3 separate regions of the Zea mays genome follow, and regions 2 and 3 are each linked to region 1. A link is a contact called in public Hi-C data. All regions are on one chromosome and are shown on one strand. Each heading gives the region's core, a stretch centred on a gene start, on an enhancer-like site or on the middle of the called end of the contact. The rest is flanking DNA. Distances are from core to core; before and after follow the strand shown. Region 1 holds the start of LOC100277683. Region 2 holds the start of LOC103634814 (protein SUPPRESSOR OF K(+) TRANSPORT GROWTH DEFECT 1). Region 3 holds the start of LOC100381699 (DNA damage-binding protein 2).

Region 1 (3,959 bases), core at 457-2,956:
CGACCTGCGGGGGTAAGACCGCCCCAACGACATTATATTAAGAATACATTCTCACGCAGATCGAGAAAACCCATGTCCCACCCATACACAATGGCACCGTAGCCCATACCGTGACCGGACCTTAGACCTGTGATTTGGTGTGAGACGAGGAAATTTTTTAAACCACAACACGAAAATTCGTTCTCACAGGGAATCGAACCCAGGACTTGAGAAGTGCTACTCAGACCACCTAATCAACTCAGCTATCGCACTCTACCCCAACTCATACGGAACTAAAATGTTTTGTTGTTGTTGTTTTGGCAAATAGACGAGCTATTGTACTTGTGCTCACTTATTAATTCAGTTATACTAATTAAATGAATAAGTCTGAAACCAGACGATTCGATGCAGTAGCATAAGGAACAGTTCCAAGGCATATTATTCTTTTAGGTAAGGTATAGTTATGATCTGGATTAAAGTCTCTCCTTCGTACGGAGTAGAAGCGCAGCAAATGTTTCTTAGTGGCAGCTTTTATACAGAGTAGGCATTCTCAATTCATTGTTTGAACAGCAACAAGAAAACTCAGGCCTTCATAAAATATTGCCTGAACTGCTACTGATATTTTAAGACAGAAGTTGGCACAAGCATCCTGGAAGACTTACCTCCATGAACCTATAACCTTGGCGCCATGGAACTCTTGGGGAACTCCCTCATGATTGGTCACAACAATGACCTGAAGAATACAACTAAACCAAATTAATCGACACCAACTAATCTGCTGCCCCTCTAATATCGACCTTACCAAATGACAGTAAAACACGCACCTCGTCCCCCATTTCTCGCAAATGTTTGATGAAGTTCTGGAACCGGTTCTTATACCCAGAGATGTATCTGCAGACACCAAGACGCAGAGTTAGTTGCAATAGTGAGAGCATTCTCATGAAAAAAACAGTCTAGGATATGCTTCTTTTCTGGCAGACCTTACAAGTTATATAACTGACCATTATGATTCATTCGTCTTTCTTCGTGAATTCTACTAAGCTCAGCTAGTTTCGTTCTTAATCGTGGCATTAAATTAGCTGAAATCTTAATCCACTTCTATCCACTCTTCACAAATCCCAATTCCCAAGAAAGATCCAAACTTTTTCGGCAAACAATAGAGAGCTTGGAAGGACATCGACTCAGGGCTCAGTCAGAGTGAAAACCTTCGCCGTTCCCGGGGTCTGGGGATAACCTCATGGATCCAGCCAAGAGTGCGCACAAGAACCAACCCTGACAAAACCCGCACCAAGAAAAAAAAATGGAAACAACATAGCAGGGTCCGACGAGGAGGCTTACGCGAACGGAGACGGCTCGACGAAGAGCGCGACGCGGCGCGGCCGCATGGCCTCGTCCAGGACCGGCGGCGGCGCCTCCTCCAGGTCATCCTTGACCTCCTTCCCGCCAATCGCCATTGCCCCTGCGGCCACCGGAGGAGACAGAGCAGAGCGGCAATCCTTGGGCTTGCGCAAGCGTGCACGGCGCTTGTGTTCTACCTGCGTGGCTGCGTGTGATGATTTGTACGAGCAAGGAAGAGGGCGAGGTCGCCGTTGCGTATATAAGCGGGAGAAGGACTGAAGACGATGAAGAAGGCGGGCCTGGGTTGGAACTGCGGGGATATTCCATCGTCGGAGGGGAATATTGGAGGGAACCAGCTGGGGTGAGAACTTTGTAGGCATATGCTCTCCGCTGCAAGATCTCATCTCCTCGCCTTGATGAGCGAATGGTTTCCGGCGGCCAAATTGCGGTTTTTTTGCAAATAATTGGGGAGTAGTGGGGACCAGCGATCTTGAACTCTTCCCATACAATATTCGGTGATGTGTAAGTGTGCAGTTTGAGCATGGTTTTGTTCTGACCACCTTGCTAAATACAGGAGTGCCTTTTTCTCGGCAAATTCTTGAAAACCTACGTCCCTTTGGATCGCTGGATTAAACTTTGGCTTTATAATTATTACTCTCTCCGATCTAAAATAGTAGTCGTTTTAGCTCTAGCTTTTTATGTCTATACTCGTATGAATATATATATATATATATATATATATAAAAGAAATACATTAATTATTGTATGAATCTGATAAATAGGTAAAATAATTTTTAATTTAGGATGGGGGCTAAAATTTAGTCTAGTTTAACTAAATGGGTTGAACCAGATAAACCTATTACGTGGTTTTGAGAGAGCGGAAGTGTTTCTGTTTTTTATTTGGTTCATATAATAGACATCATGGTAATAAACTATATGTTATCTATTGTTTTTAGTTTGCCTCTGATGTTAGGAGGGGCAAAACTTAGTACTCCCTCCGTTCTTTTTTATTTGTCTCGGTTTAGTTAAAAAATGAACTAGCGGGTGACAAATATTCGAGAACGGATGTAATATAAGCTATTAAGCTAACATGGGCATAACCCCTGTGTTATATATGATTCCGCACAAATCTTGTTTCTCATTATCTTATTGCACTTGAAAATAATCTTGATTTTTTCATAACCTAGTGACATTTGATGCATGGTCCTTTCCATCTTAGATCAAGCTCCACCACTAGATGTTAATGGGGGTCTTAGTGTTAGCCACGCAGCCTCCAAGCACATAAATAGTCGTCATTGATGTGGCCCTTGACACCTGCTCCATGCACCTCCATGGATGGCAACCCACCTCTAGTCACCAAGCTACCTCCACCTGTCGTTGTCAATCACACATGTTCGCCCTCCTCTGGCCAACCATGCCATCCTTGGGCATACTCACCACATCTGCCCATCCTCAATCACCTTGACCCGCAAGAGCTCCATATATTTCTCGATCAGCTCCACCACATCTGCCCCAATGGGTTTCCTCCACCTAAAGGAGCTATCTGCAGTGATCCTTGCAGGAGCTTGCACTAGATCCATTAAGGGTTCACACTAGAGCTCCATGCCATCTCTGGCAACCACCTCTACGAGCTCCAATTTAGGCAAGCCTACGAGAAGAAGAGGAAAGCACACTAACACTTGGTTGTGAAGGATGTCTGAGTTCCTCTAATTGTAGGTGAATGTACCAAATCTAAAGGAAATATATAACCATTTAGGGATGACTCCGTCCATCTTGCCACTCAATCAAGCACCACTAAAATATGATTGCCCTAACATGTCCTCCATCCTCCCTTAAACCTACTGCTACCTAAGAGGTGGAGTAATTTTGGGTCTAGCCTAACTAGTTGTTAATCGCTCTTATTATTCCATGTTTCCAAACAACATGACACTAAACTTTAGTCGTCTAAACTTGACCATGTAAACTTTAATTGGACTAAGAACCGATTTGGATGGACTAGAACTAATCATTAGAATTGGCTAAAAATTATAGCTACCTAAACATGGATAACTAATAATGTTCCCAGTGGTGTTTGAATCCTAGCTAATAGTTAGACGCAATGGTTGGATCTAGAATAGTATGTCCTTGTGTTTTTCTCCTCACATAGGCTTCTTCCCCTCACTACTGATTTATTGTCATCCAGTTGGTTTTTTAGATGTCTCCTCTTTCCATGGCGCCCCACATCTCTTTTCCTCATATGTATCTTCATTCTCTCTCTCCCAAACTCAATTTAGATAATCGTGCCACGCTCAGTCGTGTCATGATGCATGTGGATGATCTATGGTAGAGGGGCACAATAGGCTTGATAAACACCACCCTTTAGATCATGGCAACCCTTCCCTTATCGAAGTGAGGTTAGAGGAGGAGATCAGCCATGGTGGAGGTAGACCATGGTGAGGGTAGGGTACATGTAGGGGAAGTGGGCATCTTAGAGGCATGTGACCATGACGGAAGCTAGATTAGACCTGTCACAATGTTTACGGTAATTTCATCATGGCTTGACATAGTCAATAAAATAATATTTTTGGAAGGAAAAAATAAACCAAATTAGTATAGAAATTTATACAAAAAACATGGTTCCACGTGAAAACACCCTTATTTGA
Region 2 (3,959 bases), core at 413-2,912, 170 kb after region 1:
GGATGTAGCAGAGTGCTACGTGTCTAGCGGAGGGAGAGCTAGCGCCCTAGGTACATGCCAATGTGGCAGCCGGAGAGATCTGGGCACCCTGCTGGCGTGATGTCGTGGCTGTTGGAGGTGCGGCGGAGCCTGATGGAGGGACAGCTGTTGGAGCGGTCGAGTCCCTGCTGACGTTGTCCTGCTTCCGTAAGAGAGCTAGGGGCCGCCGTCGTCATAGAGCTTGTGGAGCGCCATCATTGCCTCTCTGGCGGAGCTGGCCGGATGAGACGCCGGTCTTGTTCTCCGTGACCCGAGTCGATTCGGGGTGGGATGATGATGGCGCCTCCTGTTGACGTGGCGGTCTGTGCCCTAGGCAGGGCGACGTGGGGTTTCCTCCGAAGCCGAGGTTGAGTCTGCCTTCTGTTGCCGTGGCCGAGCCCGAGCCAAGGGGTCGGTCGAGGCGGAAGTCGTTCGGCCGAGGCCAGGGCGGAGTCCGAGCCCTGGGGTCGGGCGAGGCGGAGTTTCGTCGTCTTCCGGGTCTTAGCCCGAGTCCGAGCCCTGGGGTCGGGCGGAGCGGAGTTCGCCGTCTTCCGGGTCTTAGCCCGAGTCCGAGCCCTGGGGTCGGGCGGAGCGGAGTTCGCCGTCTTCCGGGTCTTAGCCCGAGTCCGAGCCCTGGGGTCGGGCGGAGCGGAGTTCGCCGTCTTCCGGGTCTTAGCCCGAGTCCGAGCCCTGGGGTCGGGCGGAGCGGAGTTTGCCGTGGCGCCTTTGTCGAGGCCTGACTGCCTGTCAGACTTACTCTGTCGAGTGGCGCTGCAGTCGGAGTGGCGCAGGCGGCGCTGTCCTTCTGTCAGACTGGCCAGTGGAGCGGTGGAGTGACGGCGGTCACCTCGGCTCTGCTGGAGGCGCGTGTCAGGATAGAGGTGTCAGGCCTCCTGTGCGTTAAATGCCCCTGCAATTTGGTCAGTCGGTGTGGTGATTTAGTCAAGGTTGCTTCTGAGCGAAGCCAAGGCCTTGGGCGAGCCGGTGATGTGTCCGCCATAAAAAGGGGGCCTCGGGCGAGACGGAAGTCTCTCGAGGTCGGCTGCCTTCGGCCGAGGCTAGGCTCGGGTGAAGCGTGATCGAGTCACTCGTGTGGACTGATCCCTGACTTAATCATGCCCATCAGGCCTTTGCAGCTTTATGCTGATGGGGGTTACCAGCTGAGAATTAGGCGTCTTGAGGGTACCCCTAATTATGGTCCCCGACAAATCTATTCTGATTCTTAGGGGAATTATAGGTTTACGGTTTCTAATTCTCAAGTAAATCTGAGAAATATTTCTTGTTCATTCAAAATCCTAGTCTTTGAAGAACGTGATTCTTAAGTTTCTCTGTAAGACGTAGTTTTGGGTTGTTTGGAGATTCCGATGTACCTAGAGAAAAGTAGTTTGAGAAATTATCTACTAAACCCACTTATAGTTAGATCTAGCAATAAAAAAGACATTTCTACCGCAAAGAGTCTGACTAGTTCGTCTATGTAAACGTTAAGCAACTAAATCCTTGCTAAATGGGCCTGGATCATGAAAAACCACGAGTTGGTTTGAGATTGCCTGGCAATTCTAAGATACATCTCTAATATTCTTTATACGGTTTAATGAAACAAAATTATACGTTAAGCCTATAGCATCACCATCATACAGTAAAGATAGGCAAATGAATGCCACCTATTCTTTTTTCTCCGCAGCCAAAACACGCTTCTCCCTTCCCATCTTTTCCTTTCCTCTCCCTCGTCTCGTCTCGTCTTCGTTCCCCTTTCCTCCTGCGCACCCCGTCTTCTCCTCACCGCGTCAAACCCCAGCACAAATCAACCGCCCGCCGCCTCCGCTCCCCTCCCGTCCCGAATCAGCCGCTGCGGTGCCCAATCCGGCCGATCCCCCCTCCTATCCGCCGCAGAGGCGGCGCCTCTGGGCCTACCCCGATGTATAGCAACTTCAAGGAGCAGGCGATCGAGTACGTCAAGCAGGCGGTCCAGGAGGACAATGCCGGCAACTACGTCAAGGCGTTCCCTCTCTACATGAACGCGCTCGAGTACTTCAAGACCCATCTCAAGTACGAGAAGAACCCCAAGATCAAGGAGGCCATCACCGCCAAGTTCACCGAGTACCTCCGCCGCGCCGAGGAGATCCGGGCCGTCCTCGACGAGGGCGGCGCGGGGCCGGGGGCCAACGGAGGTGACGCAGCCGTCGCCACGCGCCCCAAGACCAAGGGCAAGGACGGCGACGGGGGCAACGGAGGGGATGACTCCGAGCAGTCCAAGCTCAGGGCGGGGCTCAACTCTGCCATCATCACCGAGAAGCCCAACGTCAAGTGGAACGACGTTGCTGGCCTCGAGAGCGCCAAGCAAGCTCTGCAGGAGGCCGTCATATTGCCGGTCAAGTTCCCACAGTTCTTCACGGGTGAGCTACGGGTTATCCTTTTTTTTTTCTTTTTATTCTTTGATCCTGATAAAAGTTTCGTGATTGTAATCGTTATGGTGCCTTGCTATGGGGTCGCAAAGGCTTTGCAGATCTTTATTATATTTGTTAAATTGGATGGGGGGTGAGCTAGGGTTGATACAACTATCCACTGTTAGGTAGCGAATAACGAAACATCTTTTGCTGTCGAAAGTGATTATCGAATATTTGATTGATTGATAACCGGCGCTATGATTTTTTTGTTTTCATTTTTACATGATGATTTATGTTGTTGGGCGAGACCATTTCTAGAGGCCATATGTTTGACTACTTAGGTTATTTTTCGGTTGGTAAACCTTTCAAGAGCATTGCTAACTGTTAAATTACCTACACAGAATATCGATATCAACTGGGATTAAAACAACAACCCCTTTTCATGTTAAAAAGTGTGAACTGAAAGATGGTTCAATTCAAAATTCAAAAGGATCAAACATGCTATTTTAAGAATATATGCACAATTGCATTCATATGATTATTCTGCTAGTTTTGTACCAAAGATTATGACTGGCTACTTGATTCAAATCTAGAATTTATTGACCTGGTAAAAATTTATTTTCAATTTTGAATGGTTTGTTTGCCAGTATGAACTAATGAAGAATGCTATCCCTTAGGCAAGCGGAGGCCTTGGAGGGCGTTTCTTTTATATGGCCCTCCTGGAACAGGAAAGTCTTACTTGGCAAAAGCCGTCGCAACCGAGGCTGATTCAACATTTTTCAGGTAGATAATTGTATATTCATCACTACACCAGTTCCCTTTAGTTTGCTCTTTTATAGACATGTTCTTTTTATGCTTTGGTTTTGAAACAAAAACTGTTTTAAGCTTTTGCTGCATATCTCTTGATATGCTTCCTTTGGCTGTCATATGTCTGAACTCTTACTATATCTATCTTACATATTTCACCTACCAGTGACAACATTATTATTCAACAAATTTTCAGTGCGTTGTAGTGTCTGCCAATTTAAGAATTCTTAGGCATTCTGCACCGCTGACACATTTGTGTAGTACCTAGAGTCTTCACATAACACTTCATTTGTAGCATCACACTTTTTCTTGGTTTCAGGGAATAGATTATTTTATTTGAGGACAGTACACACCATGTCTCACATAAATTATTGATTTATATGGACGGGTGCGATGGATTTGTATGGGCTATTTATAAAAAAAGCTGTAACTATTTCACCTGAAAGGAATTGGGTACCAATCCTTTTTTATTGAAACCTGTTCCACAATGCAATATATACACTGGCATAGACATGTAGATTGCATCGAAATGTTCTTTGATTTTGTACATGTTCTGTGTTAATGGTACAGTTTCCTGTTTGTCTATTAGCTCCATTATGGAGTATAATTCATTTTACTTACATTCGTGTTCGTGGTGCAACAATAGCTTTTTCACTGCATGGGAAACTGTCAAAATGTAGTGTTTATCTGTGAACAAGGTCATGCAGCTCCATCAAATTTTATTTTGGGGACATCAAAAAGTTTCCAAAA
Region 3 (3,959 bases), core at 980-3,479, 150 kb after region 1:
TGCTAGCTCTTGTATAGTGGTTGGAAGCTGGAAAACTTGGATAACTTGAATGTGTGGTGGTTGGGGGTATTTATAGCCCCAACCACCAAACTAGCCGTTTGGTGGAGGCTGTCTGTTCGATGGTGCACCGGACAGTCCGGTGTGCATCGGACAGTCCGGTGCGACAGCCACGTCACCAAGGCCGTTGCAATTCGACCGTTGGAGTTCTGACTTCTAGGCCCACCTGGATGTCCGGTGGCGCACCGGACATGTACTGTAGAGTGTCTGGTGCGCCGGCATGGGCGTGCATGACGCCTGCGCGCTCTGGCGCGCATTAATTGCTGTTGCAGGCGACCGTTGGCGTGAAGTAGCCGTTGCCCCGCTGTTACACCGGACAGTCCGGTGTACACCGGACATGTCCGGTGAATTATAGCGGAGCAGCCGTTATGATTTCCCGAGGCTGCCAAGTTCCAGAGCCGCGTCTTCTTGAAGCACCGGACACTGTCCGGTGTACACCGGACAGTCCGGTGAATTATAGCGCGTCGGCTTCTGAAAATTCCCGAGGCTGAGGAGTTCTGCGCGAGGTCCCCTGGTGCACCGGACACTGTCCGGTGCGCCACCGGACAGTCCGGTGCGCCAGACCAGGGAGCCTCTCGGGATGCCTTTAGCTCTCTATTTTGAACCCAACTTTGGTCTTTTAATTGGCTTGTTGTGAACCTTTGATACCTGTATAACTTATTAGAGCAAACTAGTTAGTCCAATTGTTTGTGTTGGGCAATTAAACCACCAAAATTATTTAGGAACTAGGTGTAAGTCTAATTCCCTTTCATTATCCGTTACAAATATTACAAATAAAGAAAATAGCAGCCGTTATCGTTTACTCCATACTAAAGCCGTATGATTGCTTGAGACTTAATCATAATAAATTATATTCTTCAATCATCTTAAGCATATGCTTTCTTAGCGCTAAAATATAAATTTGACATCAGTATACTACTGAGCGAAGTGCTGCATCAATATCTTCTGTGCTTGCGGAGTTAACCAGTATTATCATAAAAAAAGTATCAACTGTCAACATCACCAAAATTAATTTAAAGCTCGGAAGCTAACTAAGAGTTTATACAGATGGTAAATGTACATAAGATATTATCAGGAAAAGAAAAGAAGATGGTGATATATGTGTATTTTGTTAGTGTCTTTAATGTATCAAAATTATTTTTAAAACTATTTATTTTGCGACCGAAGAAATATATCTATTTTTTTGGGAATAAAGAAAACTACTAGGGCACTTTAGGGGGGAAATCCTTATAATTGAATGGCTAGTTCAGAGTCGTTGGGTCACGAATAGGCCGCAAGACTATTCATTGTTGGCTTTACACGAGTCACGAGTGGCCGCTAGAGAGAGAGCAGGCGACGCTGCTCATCCCGTTCCTGGTGCTGAGAAGTTGATCGTGGCAACAAATTTCACAGGTCAGCTCACTTCAATAATACTGTACATCTTTAATCTAAACGTCGCATTAAAATCAGGTTGTTTGTGTCGAAGATGAAAGGTGAGTTTTTTTTAATTTATCAAGGCATCTGAGTAGATATGTAGACTATTATCCATGGTTCTAAAATATAGTTGTTTCTAGTCACGCATTCAAATAAATATAGACATACATACCAACTATATTTATAATAATATATATTTAGTTTAAAAGTTTAGATACATGAAGTATTAATTTAGTATGTGTAAACACAATTAATAGTAAGGAAAAAATTGGCAAATCTAGCTAAGACAAATATTGTACATTTTTTGTTATAAGTTGTAATGGTCATAGATATCTTATTGTAGGCAAATGGTCATAGATATCTAATCTCACTGAATATAGTTTATTACTCTCTCTCGTGGATAGAAAGTTTTTCATCATAAAACTCTTACAAAAAATCTGACCTTGAGGCAAAATATAGTTCTTTCTAGTTTTTTTACTTTAAATGAATGATAATAAATATAAACATACATACAAACCATATTTATAGGTTAATTAATGAATATATATTTAGTCTAAAACACATTATATTTTAGGACAGTTAGAGTAAGACATTAACATTAGACTAGTTTGGATACACCTTTTTTCTATGAGATAGAAGAAAAAAAAATGAAGGAGACTATAGAGGAATTAATCCGATTTTCCAAACTTTTATTAAATAAATTTCTTGAAAAAATGGTTAATCTAAATTAGCCATAAAGCTAAGCAGACGCCGAACTCATAAACCCCACCACAGCCCAGACCAACCGCCTCGCCTGCCGTTCCCCTCCACGTCTCCCCATTCCCGCCTCCCGAGACCTGAACCCTGTTGGGGACACATGGGCCCCACAACCCGCGCTCACTTCGTCTACAATCGCCGCCGCCGCCGCCGCCGAGGCGGGCGGCACGCTGTCGAGGAGGCTTCCGACGAGGAGCAGCAGCAGATGGATAGCTCCTCCTCATCCTCCGACGAAGAAGGAGATCAGGAAGAAGATGCCGAAGCCTCCGGAGAGGACGTCGATGACGAGGAAGAAGAGGAAGCGGTCGCTGCCGAGCCTGCGCCCAAGCAGCCACCCGCAGCTGCGGCGGCGGGGGAGAAGAGGGGCCGAAGGAAGGGCTCGATCACCATTAGCCTGAAGAAAGTGTGCAAGGTAGTGGTCGGTGCAATAAATCTCAAGACTTTGTAGCTATTTTGCCCCATGTTCAGTTCTTGCTATGTGCCTTCCATGTGTGTTCAGAAAGACGGCTTATTTCTGGGGCCTGGATCCCAACTTGAATTTTAGAGATAGAAAACGTTTCGTTTTCACGCTCATTTTGACCATTTGGGGTTGGATTAGGAAGGGTCGCTCAATGTATCCGTTATTGCCTAATTCCTAATTTCGAATACGAAAAACGGGCTGTTATTTTTCTTGTATAACATGTTATTCTACCTGCGCTTTGGACCCAATGGGAAATGTCTATCCGTTATGCGTTTGGTTTGTAATGGCGCCTCCTTTTCTGTTCACTTCAGCAATATTTCGAGTTTCTTTGTCGCAAAGATTTTCTTTTACAATGGTGTAGTGTCTATGATTCCCTTCGTATGCATTTCTCGCGCTAGGGTTTTCATGTGTTCTTCGTTGTGCCTGGTTGCAGGCGTGCAAAAGGACAGGGCACCAGGCAGGGTTCAAGGGGGCTGTGTACATCGACTGCCCCATGAAGCCTTGCTTCTTATGCAAGATGCCAGGTTGTGAGCTCTAAGCTTTTGTGGTACAAGAGTCACTAAATTAGTGTTCATGTTAGTATTGTCGAAGGATTCTTGTTTAAACTAACGCCAATGAAATTAGGTTAGGCTAATTATTATTTTTGAAAAGACCAGGAGGGGTTGCCTACTACTGTTTAATACAGTTTATATCATGCTAATTATTTATGTGAAAGAGAAAAAAACTGAAAGAAGTTGCAATGGTGAACCAGCATCAGTATTATTTCCTTGTGTTTTCGTGTGCCATTTCATTAAGAAAGAAAAGAGGTACCCCTCCTGAGGATTAGAAGCTCCAACGGTAAAACAATACAGCACACACATGCAAAAGAAAGATAAACACACAAGCACGACCCTTAGGACAAAATCCTGGAAGGGTGGTACTCCAGCTAGACACCACAAATGCCCTTCAGCGGCCACCGACTGAATCACACTTTGTGTATCCGGCTTAACTCTCTCAAAGCCACATACACTCCTATGTCTCCACAGCTCCCAGGAGACTAGCATTCCGCGCCTCCTTAGGCAAAGATGCAGGTGCTCGACACCCAGGAATTTAGGCTAATATCAGCATCAGGTGGCCTCACAATCTGATTTAATCTTTGTAGCACCAAAGTCCAACCTCCGTGGCAAACACACAGGAAGAAAGCACATGGTTGATTGTTTCCACTGCTTGGTCACAAAAGGGGCAGGCTGGCTGATGGGACAACCCACATTTGGCCAAACAGTCTGAAGTCCAG

What was found. Hi-C and Micro-C count contacts between places; a contact is called where the count stands out from the background.
Region 2: a Hi-C map of ear shows a contact between it and region 1, with 2.5 times the contacts expected there. The contact joins the promoter of LOC103634814 here to the promoter of LOC100277683 in region 1. A contact is called at or near these places in 4 of 25 Hi-C or Micro-C datasets (bundle sheath, ear, endosperm and 1 more).
Region 3: a Hi-C map of ear shows a contact between it and region 1, with 2.5 times the contacts expected there. The contact joins the promoter of LOC100381699 here to the promoter of LOC100277683 in region 1. A contact is called at or near these places in 6 of 25 Hi-C or Micro-C datasets (ear, leaf and tassel) and 2 of 3 datasets of contacts at active chromatin or transcription factors (leaf and seedling).

The regions. Positions count from the first base shown.
Region 1 is chr8:14,180,137-14,184,095 of Zm-B73-REFERENCE-NAM-5.0, reverse strand. It overlaps LOC100277683, which reads right to left and starts at 1,706. Exons shown (of 11, transcript NM_001151186.2): 1 at 1,318-1,706; 2 at 804-870; 3 at 642-712. The coding sequence starts at 1,433.
Region 2 is chr8:14,006,255-14,010,213 of Zm-B73-REFERENCE-NAM-5.0, reverse strand. LOC103634814 (protein SUPPRESSOR OF K(+) TRANSPORT GROWTH DEFECT 1) reads left to right here and starts at 1,662. Exons shown (of 8, transcript XM_008657403.3): 1 at 1,662-2,411; 2 at 3,080-3,185. The coding sequence starts at 1,673.
Region 3 is chr8:14,026,176-14,030,134 of Zm-B73-REFERENCE-NAM-5.0, reverse strand. LOC100381699 (DNA damage-binding protein 2) reads left to right here and starts at 2,229. Exons shown (of 11, transcript XM_008657404.3): 1 at 2,229-2,638; 2 at 3,120-3,210. The coding sequence starts at 2,327.